Linked DNA regions of Drosophila melanogaster: region 2 is linked to region 1. A link is a contact called in public Hi-C data. All regions are on one chromosome and are shown on one strand. The core of a region is the stretch at or near the end of the contact, and the rest is flanking DNA. Distances in the headings are between cores, read along the strand shown. Region 1 holds the start of glec (gliolectin). Region 2 holds the start of lncRNA:CR46094 (long non-coding RNA:CR46094).

What was found. Hi-C and Micro-C count contacts between places; a contact is called where the count stands out from the background.
Region 2: a contact with region 1 is called in a Hi-C map of the Kc167 cell line, with 2.7 times the contacts expected there. A contact is called at or near these places in 1 of 107 Hi-C or Micro-C datasets (the Kc167 cell line) and 1 of 7 datasets of targeted methods (the Kc167 cell line).

The regions. Positions count from the first base shown.
Region 1 is chr3R:21,852,067-21,858,557 of dm6, reverse strand. It overlaps glec (gliolectin), which reads left to right and starts at 2,292. Exons shown (of 2, transcript NM_079719.3): 1 at 2,292-3,158. The coding sequence starts at 2,639.
Region 2 is chr3R:24,570,828-24,577,318 of dm6, reverse strand. It overlaps lncRNA:CR46094 (long non-coding RNA:CR46094), which reads right to left and starts at 3,549. Exons shown (of 1, transcript NR_133443.1): 1 at 3,015-3,549. It overlaps REPTOR (Repressed by TOR), which reads left to right. Exons shown (of 5, transcript NM_170151.2): 2 at 801-855.

The sequences.
Region 1 (6,491 bases), core at 1,043-3,542:
AACCTCGGTGTATCTCAAACTCCCTGCGTTACGTTCCGACACTAAAACAGCAGTTAACCTTATGCGCAGCGCGTGCGACAGTTCCATTGATCGGTTGCGTTGGCTCCTGGGTTCATTCATTTCATTATCATTCAATGGTTTCTGACCTTTTGAGCCGGGGTTACATGGTACGTGGCCCATAAACTAATTTCTGCCAGCCAGTCGGCGGAAAACAGCTTGAGTTTTTCGCAGACAAGATGCGTGCGGCGGAAGTGACGACGGAAAAGTAGCCCATCAGTAGACCCAGACACGTACCCAGAAAACATCTGAAAGATACAAATATACGCGACGACATGCATTCGACAGTGAAAAATCAGCGCAGCTACGAGATATTAAAAAAAAAACAAAGCTGAATCGCAGTTGTTGAAATGGTAGAATGGAAATCTCTTTTGAAACTTTCACACATTTCCAACTGCATTGTTACCCTCTCGAGTGCCACGTCATTATGTGGATTTTTTGGCGCGAGGGTTGGTTTTTGCACAGACCTACTCTGACACGACCTGTGCCACCGATCCACCCGATCCGATCCGATCCTATCCCATCCCATCCCATCCGATCCTCAACCCCTCATTCACCTCGCGAGCAGGTAGTTGCCAATCCGAATTGGACATCGCGCCAAAAAATATATGAGGAAGGGATATCAATCTTCTATACAGTAATCTCCGGAAACGCGAAACTTTTACTAAGAGTTGCTGAGATTTATTTAGTTCGATACATGAAAGTAATAAGTGAATAATCTGCAGTAATATATCTAGGAATATATTCAATTGGTATCCCTTCTAGAAACAATACATTTGTTTGTAAAGCAGATACTACATATGAAGATGATAAGAAAGAAAAACATTTATTCATTCTGGCGAAAATTCTTATAAAAGCTTATAAAGCCAATACAGACACCATCTGTATCCCTTTGCGAGGGCCCACTGTACGCCTGAAAACAATAATAAATCGCAATCCTTTGGGCGCGTCCTTTGTCCGGGGCACTCTTTAAAATGACTAATCGGTCAAAGAGCCAGACGAAATGGGCCTGAAGACTCCTCCGATTCGAGGTAACACCAGCTGCGCCTCCTAACCAACCACCAGTGGAGTGGGGGCCAGTTTATCGGTTCGGCTGACTCAGCATTATTGAAATTGAAATGACTTGTGGTCCACATTATTTACTACTACCAATACCACTACTACAACCTACTACCTCTATTTCTATGCGGTTTTCACTTTCGTTTGTTCGAGATACGCTTGAATTGCCGCCGCAGGCGCGAAAGTTGTTTATGATTTTTTGTTGACTATTTTGAATTTTTCGTATTCCTGTCGCTGGCAATTTGTTCTAGCCACGTCTGGCCGCCAATTAGGCCGTTTAATGCCGCATGAAGCCCGACTCGACCTTGAGTTAGGGCCCAAAACGCGCTAACATATCAGTTAGTTAGCGTTTAGCTCAGTATTTGTGCGAGGTAAATAGCAACGAGCCAGCAGTCCCTAGCATAACTAATTGTATTTACACGGCCTATAATTGGCACACAAAAAACGGATTCACTTTCCGTAATTGTTACATGTAAATATCGTAAGTATAAGATGAGCAACTGCATTATTCTGAGCTAGGAATCTCTATTTGCATGGGATACATTTAATAGTGAGGTGTGGCATTGTGTTTGAGGTACTGCATGTTGGCATCTCAAATTGGGTGTTATGATGTCATCGATTTAATTTATAAACTACTTGGAATTCATCATATGTTTGCTTGCAATGCAATTCAGTTTGATGGCCAACCTTGAGTAAAAAAAAAAATACGAACTTGGAGATATGATATTTTTCTTAATTTTAAATTTCTAAAATTTCACTTCAATTCATTTGAACATCAAGGAAGTAAATGTAATTTATGACGTCATCTCAGTAGCCAGAGATGTTCCCTACTCGCGCCACCTCTCAAAACTGCTGCAGTTAAAAGTGCAATAGCGGTGCTAGGAAACAATTTTTATGGAAATAAACATATATTATAAGCATATTGAATATTATAGCTTCGATGTATAATTTTTGAAATATTTTCTAGATCACTTTCAAGTATGTTTTTCTGTGCATTTCACCCTAATGTTAATGATACCCAAATGTAAGAGAGCGTAAAAATGCTGAAGAGAGTCACGAAAGAGCGCAGAGTGACCGTTTCGGCGGGCCAAAAGCGAAAGTAAAGCGTTATCGATGCGGGAGCAACTGGTCACACTGCGCCATATAAGCTATATAACTTGCTGAATCCCTGGTCTCTGCGCGATTCAGTCTTTGACTCTCCACCAATTCGGTCGCTTGCGTTTGCTCCAGCTGCGTTCTTTTCGCTCTCTTTGGCTCGCGTGAAAGTCGTAAAGTTCAGCTAGCTCTCTACGATACAGAAAAAGAAACGCATACAACAAATTCGCCAGCGATAGAAAACCGATTTAAACTGCAATTGCAATGCCTAAAATGCGTACGTGAGTTTCGCGCAGTGATCGCTGTGAAAGTTCAAGTGAAAGCGGAAAGAAGAAACAAAGCGAGAATACTTCAAAAGCAATAAACCAAAAAGTGCAAAAATACCTAAAGTTTAAACAAAGAAAACAAGTTATACAAAACCATAGCCATGTTGTGTCCGCCAATGGCCCTGGGCCCATTTCTCGCCGCCCCCGTGCCACGCCCACCGCCCAGCGCATCGGAGAAGAAGAGAATCTGTCGGAACCTATTCAATAACGCTCCCGGGGACTCGAATATCGATCAGCTGTTGGCCCAGGAGCAGCACACGCAGAGATTATACGTTAAGGAACGCTACGGATATGACATCCAGCTGGAATCTAATCGGGATGCGGATGCGAATACGGATGCGGATGCTGATACGGATGCCCATTGTCAGGTCCTGCGCGGAATGCGGTATCCGACCTCAAGGACGATATCCAGCACCGATGCCGATGAGTGCAATCCAAAGGCAGTCAGCCAAGCGCCGAGGGGCATGGCCCTGACTCCCGCCCAGATCTCCGCCAGCGCAAAGCTGATCCTTCAGAAATGCCCGGAAAGCGATCGCAAAAAAAGCAACGGCAGTGCGGATTTGGCCAACTGCACGCGACATGGCCAAAAGCCATATGCGAGGCAGCCACAAGGCCTCAAAGGTAGGTTTTTTTTTTCCATGATTTGCATGTTTTTGTTTCACCTGAAACGCTGGGTGCTTGCTCAAAATATACGAATAATGATTACTCTTTGGTTCCAAGTTATTAAGTTTAATATACTTTCAAGTTATTGTTAAATTTTCCCAAAGAATCAGAGCAGAATCAGAATATAGTGAAATCTCTAAAATTAAAAAAGTCTCCTTCGAATTATCTCATACATTTCCTCGGTTTTTGTACGTATGTTCTATTTACTAAGATCCCATGTACTTCTTATATAGATGATCCAATAAGCAGACACCTGATTTTAGTTGCATTTTCCGTTGTTCCTTCCTCTTGCAGTCTCTGCTTTGTGCTCGTCCTTTGCCACAGTCGTCACCCTTATAAAATTCCTCCCCTTAGTTGAAAAAAAAAACCACCCTTATTTTCTGATTTTCCTAATTTCGTTTTTCCCCTTCTGCGTCGATTCTTATTGTCACTTCTTTCCTACCAGTTTTTATTCTCTTTATTTTGGCTAGTTTTTCCGATTCTTTGTTCGTTCATTCACGTGCGTAGGGATTTATCTCTTTGGTTACTCGAAAGTGAATTGGGATACATTTACATATCTGATGAATAACAGAAAACTCAAAAAAGTATTATTGTTTGGCCCCATTGCTTAATCGAATTCGAATAAATTTCTCTAATTTCAAATAATTTGAAATAATAAATGTATTCAAAATCATTGTATTATGAAATTTTAAAGATTCAGTACAAGTTTCTACGACTATTGCCTTAAGTTTTAGCAACAAGACAAGGGACTATTAATGCAGTCCATTGTTATCTAATAATAGATTTAAGATGAACGCTATTAAAAAAAACTTACCAGTTTGTTTATATTAAGCATCACTTATGGACGTTCGACTGTACCTTTAATTTTTGGCTTATTATTATTGCTTTACTTTACGCTGATATTCCGCCGATAGCGTGGCATTCAGTGAGAGAGGGAGAGCTGGGAAGAAAGAGAGCTGGTCTCCAGTTTGTCTTTGGTTTGGCAGTGTGTCAAAGCGAAAAAGCTAAACAAAAAATAAAAACTGTTGAATAACAATCGCGCGCCAAAAATCTTTCCATATTTTGCGAAAAGAGATTGCAGCTGAAAAGTGAATATGAGATGAGTAAAATGCAAAGGCAATTAATTGAGAGGCCTCAATTAAATTTAAATCAACGCCTTCTGGTTTTCTTGATTGTTGTTTTTATTCCTGCTGCAGTTTCGACACAGAAAAAAAAAATAAATAAAAAAACAAAAAATGAGCTACACAGACCTGCGACTGTACATGAGTTCACTGTAGTTGTGTTAGTTAGTTGAAAAGGCCGCACCCACAACGACAAACGCAATCTCAACCAGAGGAAAACCACAGCTCTTATACGACGACGTCATCCCACTTCCACACAAACGCACGCACACTTATGCATTATCAAAGAAAGACGAGAGAGTCAGAGTCGTCGCTCTCTCTCTCTCTCTCTCTCTCTGTTTGTCTGCTGGTTTTTGGCGCGAACTTATTATTTTCGTGTTTATTTTTAGTCGTCTTCGCTGATAAGCTTTCTGCGTGTGCGAGTGTGTGTGCGTTATTATGCGTAGTAGTAACTACGCACGCACGTTGATGATGTTTTTCAAAAACTCGTCGTGAAGGTCACACACACCAACGAACGCAATTCGCGTAAGTACAGCAGCGCCAAATGTTGTGTTTTGTTGTACTGTGTGGCAGGTCCAAAAACGGGTCGAAAAGCGAAGCGAACAAAAACAAATCAATTAGACAAAAGTTCTGTTATCTCGGCCTTTATTCCTATCTTGTTTATATTCTTTTTTGCTATGTTTTGATCACCACTGTACTTTTACCACCCAGTTGGCGCGCTATAGGAAATGCATACATATTCCTATGATATGATAATTCATATTACGGTATTTTGCATATTTTTACTAACAATTTACAGCATCTTCATTATCATTTGCATGTGTGGATTTTTTACCACGTAAATTAAGTTTTCTAAGCGGTCTATTTGACTTTCGTGATTATGTTTTGCTTGGCCTTCTTCGCCACGCCCCAAAAATGTGTGTGATATTCCCCTAAATTTATGTTTTCTAATTATGCATTCAGAAACTCTCTTTTGGGCTCCCACATAAATATTTATAATGTGAGTTCTTTGTTTTCATCGCCGCCTCTCTCTCTACACACATTTCGTAAACAAAACGCGTTTTTTTTTTGTTGTGCAAGATGGAGCGAGACAGAGCTAGTTGGAGCTTCGTGCTTATAATGATAACGGTAAACGCACTACCGCCCTCACACTCCCCCTTTCTCTTTCTCAACACCTGCTTTTTACAATGGACTTGATCGCTTTGCCGTTTTTCCTTCCTTTCTGCTTCTTCTCCTCTGTTTCGCTTGACGTTCTTTGTCGCTGGCTTATAATTTTCTATAACTGTACATTTGATTATATCGCCAGAAGCAGCGCGACTCTTTGGCTGCCAGCCATTTCCATTCTCTTTCTCGGGGGGCTTCGAGTTTAAGGAACACGTTTGTATCGTCCAGAAAGTAGGCTTATTTCACTTGTTGCGCTTTTCGTTCCACTTTAATGGATACATTTGGCATAGAATCTTAACTGTATGTATTTATCTTGACTTCGAAATGATAAGTTTGCTTCGTAATAGCAAGATACTTTCGTTGGAATTCATAGTTCTATAATTCTAAATGAAGCACCTACATGATTTTTTAATTATAATAGACAAATTACTTTGCGAGTGTGTTTAAGTATTCGGTTATGTAAGCTAGACTTGGGGCCTTCATGTTTTTGCTGTTGTTCAGCTTTCCAGCTTTTAGGTCACTGCGCAGTGTCTGCGGTTTGGTGAGCGTCTTTGTGCGATCGTGTAAGCTCTAGCGGTTTACGTGATGAGGCAACCGCAGCTGCCAAGCGATAGAGGTTTGATAGAAGTACAGTCGCAGCTCTCTAACTGAAACTGACATTTAGCTTTCAAAGAGGAATTTCTGAAATTTGAAATGACATTCTTTGTGACATTTTTTTTAGTACTCAAATAATAAATATATATTTGAGTAGTAAAAAATGATCATTGCAGGATTTGTTTATTTTTAGATGCTTAGATTGCTTAAAGATACACATTTTACTTTGACGTCATGAAACAATCTCACATGGATTCATAATGCAAGTCGAAGACGATCGACTGAACTTAATACACTCCAGACGACTGCATTCTGCCATTAGCACTTATCGCTGTGGCCATGACATTTAGTATATCGGCCAACGATGATCAGGTATAGGTTTACTTTACTGTACACTTGCACAAGTGTGCAT
Region 2 (6,491 bases), core at 2,300-4,799, 2.7 Mb before region 1:
GGATCTTCGGATCGAGTTAGTGGAGCATTGCTTTAAGTCGAAGTCTTCGCCTTCAACGATTTGCGCACGCATCGTCTACTCACGTTAATCGCATTTAGAGCAGTGTTTTTATAAAAAATCCCAATCGTTTTTATACATTCAAGTAAGTGGAGATTGTAAGAAATTTTAAATAAGTTACATGGCGAAATGGTTGAAGTAACATTTCTTGTTCCCCCATCTATGCCAATAATCCTTTATTGTCACTACGCTTGGAAATGGAGTAAATCCGTGTCGGCATCTGCCGCCTTTAACCTTGTCAGTAGTGCTATCCATTAATTGCGCCAGCCAGATAGCAGCCGGCAATTTATTTATCTGTCTATATGTACAGTATATATACATTCATATATAGAGACACGATCCATGTCTCGCTGCCTTGTTGCTAAACTGCAAATACTTGCAGGCGGCAGACAGAGTGCAACCATTTTATATCTGCCCGTCTGCAGTTCTCTTTGTTTCGCTTTGGATTTGGTATAATTTCAACAACTTCCGCATTGTCAAACATATAGCATGCATGCTATATATGCGAATATTAATGAGCATATATATCTATATATATATATTATATATATTACATGCTATCGCCGACGTCGTCTGCAACCATTGAACCAAACAGCTAAAAGTTATTAATATAGAAAACTAAATATTTCGCTATTCTCCATTAGTGTGCCTAACTCATTTCGCACTTTGTTCTTTCCATGTATAAATGCAAATTACATTTAGCTTTGATATTTAAATACGGTTTTCTTTGTTTCCATTTGCAGGTTGGCATTTAAATAGTGCATTGCATTTTGAAAAATTGCCAAAGTAATTAGTGAGGTAAGTTTTGATGCTACGATTTCTTGGGTACCTTAATTATTGTAAACATAAGTCATGAATATATAAACACATATTTCATTCGTTGACAACTTAATTTATTAAATTGATTATATTTAGACTTGAGCTTTTTGTCCATGGTTATTTATACTTTTCCCCATGGGTGGTGACGTGCTATATTAGATAATGTCCAGTGGTCCAACCATGTTTCTCCACAAAAACCAGAAAATATAGCCATGAGTAGTAGTAGCAACTGATTGGCGATTGGCCCTGAACTTGACTTGAGTTGGTCTTCGGGAAAATAGAGTCAATGGTCTTGGCTTTTTTTTTTCTTCTAGTATACCGCCAAAATAAATGCTTAGTTGTGCTGAATGCGCTGTCAGTCTTATTTTTGTACATGTATATATTTTGTTATTATTTTTTATCAGCACACTTTGTTGTTGCTGTTGGGGCCAATGAACGTGTAGCTTGCAAATCAGCAAAAAAAAAAAAACGAGCTAAGGAAAATGGGAAAAAAATTGTTTATACAAGCTAGCAAATTGCTAAATGCTTTCCCCATCACATGCCGCGTGCATGTGAGCAAGCGTTCTATTTGAGCTACTGGTGGACGTATATAGCTCATCGAAAATCTAAAAAGTCCAGTGAAATCACGTTTAGCAAAGTGGTACGATTTTAGCAGGGATTAAATTGTGCAGCTTAGCCCTTTTTAAATGATTCTATTGATTCCATGGAAAGGAAGTTATGACTCTACTTTGACATCATCCGACGGATTATTTATTCATACTTTTTTTGATTCGCCAAAGATGGGGTAATTTAATTGATTTTCCTGGAATACTGTGAAATTCGAATCCCTTTGTTTGAACAGTTTGAACATTATTAAATGAGTGAAAATTAGTAGCGACCAAAATGGGGAGAAAGTGGAAAAGTTTTCTGGGGGTGGCCAAGAGAAAATGAGAAAACATATTGACACCCACGCATGATTCTGCGTGGTGCAGAAATGTGCCATTGTTATTTAGCCCTAGAAATGAGGTGTTGCCTCGTCTGGGGCCCCTTGTGCCAATTTCCATTTGATAAACATAAACAAATCGATACGCGTCACAACAACGTCTCCGCTGAATGTGGATGTGGATGCGGGGATGTGGGGCTGTGGGGATATCTGTAAGGACTGCATCAGTGTATAGACTTTGTGTACGCACACCAGCCGGCTAGCCCCCATAAAAACAACAACAAAAAAAGAGAGAAATAAAAAGATGGCAAAGAGAATGAACCAAAACCTTGGGGGTGGATTTTCGCCATTTTCCCGCTGCTGTGCTGGAAAATTACGACGCAGAAATGCTCGAGTTCGGAAGGACATCTCGGTGATGCCCACTCGGTTCGCCCACTTTACGCCCACTGTCCTTGACAGTCTGCGGTTGGCATTTTTGTTGTGCTTCTGCTTATTCATAACAAAAACAACATCGATTCGCGAGAAAGCCTTTCGCCGGGAAGCTTAGCGAAAGGCTTAAACCAAAGCTCTGGGCGTTGTCACATGGCCTTGTGGAAAAAGGGATACGCGGCCCAAAATCTAATTAATTAATAAGGGATTATTTATGCCTTGGCGTGCTTCCGAATTGGTCAAAATTCACAGCGAACGGAAAACTCGCGCCTATGCATAAATAAGATTGTGGATTGTGTGGGGAAACGACCATTGAAATCGCCGACGAAGGACAACGCCCACGAAAAAAAAGGAAGAAAAAAAGCTATTCAAGGTCTTCGAAGCTTTGCACTGCCTTGAACTTTGGCGCAGGAAAAGCGAAAGTGAAAGTGTGGAGCTTCGATCCCATGGAACCCGAATCGTAAAGCCCACGCATCCCTAAAGTACATATGTACATATACAAATGCATACATAGCTATGTATGTATCTAATCCCACTTTGTTACGTAGGCGGCGTCGGGTATCGGGAATATATATTGTAAATACTCAAATGCCGGCGCCCACGTCCTTGAAAATCATTCTACATGCCTCCTTGAACAGGGATAAATACAGTCGAGGTCACAAATATAACGATATGAAAATGAAAACGATATGAAAATGATATAAAACGATTTTCTATGTAAAGCTTACTTAAACGGACAATTTTATATTGAACAATTATAAATGAAATTTTGGAAATAACAAGATTTCAATTAAAAGGTTTATTTCAAAAATACTAACTAATTAACTGTACATAAATTACAATTTCTTTCTTTTGTATAAGAACTATTTTTATCTATATCCTAAATCCCTGCACTTCCGGTGCTATTATTTTCACCGCAGCTGTATATATGTACGTATAAACAATTTGTGCTTTTGTCGTGGCGGTTGAGGGTGTTAAACAGAGCGTGGGATCGGGCTGTTATCCTTGCTGCTCCCTACGTATCCTTGGCGTTCCCTCTGCAAGTTGGGTCGCAATTTCGTATTCAAGGACATGGTCGTGATTTTCTGCCACAGCAGCTACTGTATAAATAACAAATATACACATGTAACTCCGTGCGTCAGTTGGTTATTTTCCTCTCCTGTCCAGAATTTCCATTATGTGTCGCTAAAATTTAATTTAATCGAATTTGCAGACCCTTCATGTTGCCTGGTATCTTTAAGGTAATAAATTTCAGTGGGTCCTTGGAAGTTACAAAAATAAATGCAGTTTGAAGTTGGTTTATCTATGAAGAATTCTTGAATATATTAAATGTACATAAATGACATACATCACACATACATACATCATACAAGGCTATGATTGACAGTTCTGATTAATTCCGAAATGGGAATTCAGGGAAATCAGTGAATTCCTAGTATGCTTTTATCACCAGTTGAAATATAAACAAATAACGATTTTATCAGAATTCAATATAATATAAACAAAAACCCAACCTGATAAAAGCCGAGTAAAATATATCCGCTGAAGTTTCAGTTTTCCACGTTCATAATGCCAACTAAGCTGTATCGCATTACTCTTTAATGGGGCATAATTTCATCAGCTGAAAATATCCGAGAAGTTCACAGGAAACTCAGACAAATCGATCGCAGAAATGAGATACAAAAGTATCTAAAAGAATCCAAGTGATAGGCGGTGGATTCAGAAGTTGAATTGATACTGCTGTTTTTGCGATCTCTTGATTCGTTTTGTTATAAACAAACTAATAAAGATCGTGTGCAAAAAAAAGTGCAACGTCAGCGAGGAAAAACGCGCGCATTCTGCTTCTTTTATTGCTTGCAATTTTACTTAATTCTGCAATGGCAAAATACTTATAGTATTTTGTATTTTTCGATTGTTGTAAACAAGTTTATTTTTACACTGGCGAAAAATAAAATCAAATCGAAATCAAAGCGCCAGACAATTTCATAACAAAAATTTGCATAAAAAAGACCGAACGAGAACAACAACAACGGCGGCGAATGTGCAAGAAAAGGGAAAACAAGCTGAAGTAAACAACGAAAGTGACGTCAAAATAGAGGGTGATAGGAAGAGGAAACAAGAGAGGTAAGGGAAGAAGGAGAGAGTGGCGGAAAAGCTTTGTAAATGAATTTATTTAATAATCAAATGCAAAAAGCAGAAGAATAATAAAAACCAAAACAACAGACTGTACTCGAGCTTTTTGTTCCGCCTCTCTTATTCCCCTCTTCTTGCTCTCTCTCCAAAATGGAAAAGACGAAGTGAAAGAAGCAACAGACATTCGTTAGGTGTGTGAGTGGGAGAGATGGTGGGGCATGCGCTCTCATAAGCTGCGCTACTCACACCGAAAAAAATATTTAATACCAATGTGTAATTTTATTAAATGAAAACAAAAACTATCTTGGTTTTGCATACCACTTAAAAAAATATTCTTTTAATTTAATGTAGGGACCGGTTTTTTTCCGTGTTCTCTCTTCCAGCTGTACAATCAAAACAAAAGCGATTGGAGAGCTTTTGGCGCTCTGCTTTTTGGCTTTGTCGCCGAGCTTTGCACACTTTTTATCAATCGGTCAAGAACGTTTGACGAGCGCAGACCAACAAAAATAATCCAACAAAACGTTAAAGAGACTCCAGAATACAAAACCAGTGTATTGGGCAGCACATAAAAGCACACATGCACACAAAAAGTGTTATAATCAAAATAAAAGAGAGAAGGAAAACAATTAACGCGTACCGAGAAGATTGAAATAAATCAGAAAACCGAAAAACCAATAGATTTGTCATAATAGAAACAAGTTTTTTGAAATAGCCGCATTTAACGAAACGAACTAGTTTCCGAGGCAACGACATAAAAAACCATACCAATTTGCATAAATAAATAAACCAACAAACATAAACGCTGCCAAACTTGACGAATGCTTTGGAATTCGCCTACCGAATAATATAAACGTGTATATTGTTGTGTGCGTACATATATGTATATAAATTCTTATTAGAACCCCACTCCAAAACAAAAAGAACAAAAATAAAATACAGAGAGCGCAGAGAGAGCAAAAAGCCCCAAGTTTAGGCTCCGCTCTCTCTTCCATCGATCAGTTGTTCGCTTGCCGCTCAGCTGCTCGGTCGAAACCGCAAAATTGACAACAATCCGAAGCGAATAAAGTAGCTGAAAAAGCAAACAAAGCTAATCAGAATTTGTTGTAAATTTTTGCCATTAATTTAGAAGCGAGTTTCAACAAAAATTATTGAGTGCCGCAACCCGCAGTACGGAATAATACAAATAATAAATTAACACCAACTTTGTCGCCACTGATAAGATTTCTCCCCGCTTATCAAAATTCGTGTATGTAGCAAACCGAGTGTGTTTGGCTTGGTGTGCTGTGCTTCGGATGAGATATACTACAAATGTGCTTCATTATAAATAAATTTTCGTCTTAATCGCTACATGTGTGACCTAGTTAAAAAAACAACTCACACTCACGCATGAAATAACAATGAAATTTACATATAAACGTGGACCGCACCATATGCATAATAATTAATAACGAAAAGCGAAAACGAGGATGTGGATGAGGAAAAATTAAACAAAAATACAATATCAATTAATTTGTAAACACCGCGAGAGGGATTTGTTTAAACCGTGTGCATTTAATTGAAAATCTTCGAGGAAGTAATTTAAAAACGCTTTTACAACAAATCATCACAGCATCATTTTCTGACTTGTTTATACGCAACGAGGTGTAAAAACGAAAAAAAACAAATAAGGTGGGTACGAATACACATAAATAGGTGTATTAAAAAATGTTTAAATATCTTTTAAACGACAGAGGGGATGCAGAATGAAGAAGTTTAATCCAAACATAAAAATTTATATGCTATTTATATAATCGTGCTGTTCATGATAAGGATATTCTGTAAGGAATGCATGAAGGTTTAACAAGATTTATTTTACCGAGAAACATCTATTAATTGGACTAAAAATTTGATTTATGATCATGTTTGAACTTAATGGTTCAAACAGTCGAAAGAAATATTTGTAGTGTTGTCATAGGATCGGCATAAATCCTCAATGTTTACAACTTTCTAATGCAGCGAAGTACAATTTGTATGTAGCCCCCATAGCTGCGCTCACCCCACTTTCCTAAGCCGACACACTGGTAATTTATGATCGCAGACCAATTAAAAAATTAACTTAAGCCCAAAAAGGGGCTCCATCCACACAGCCACA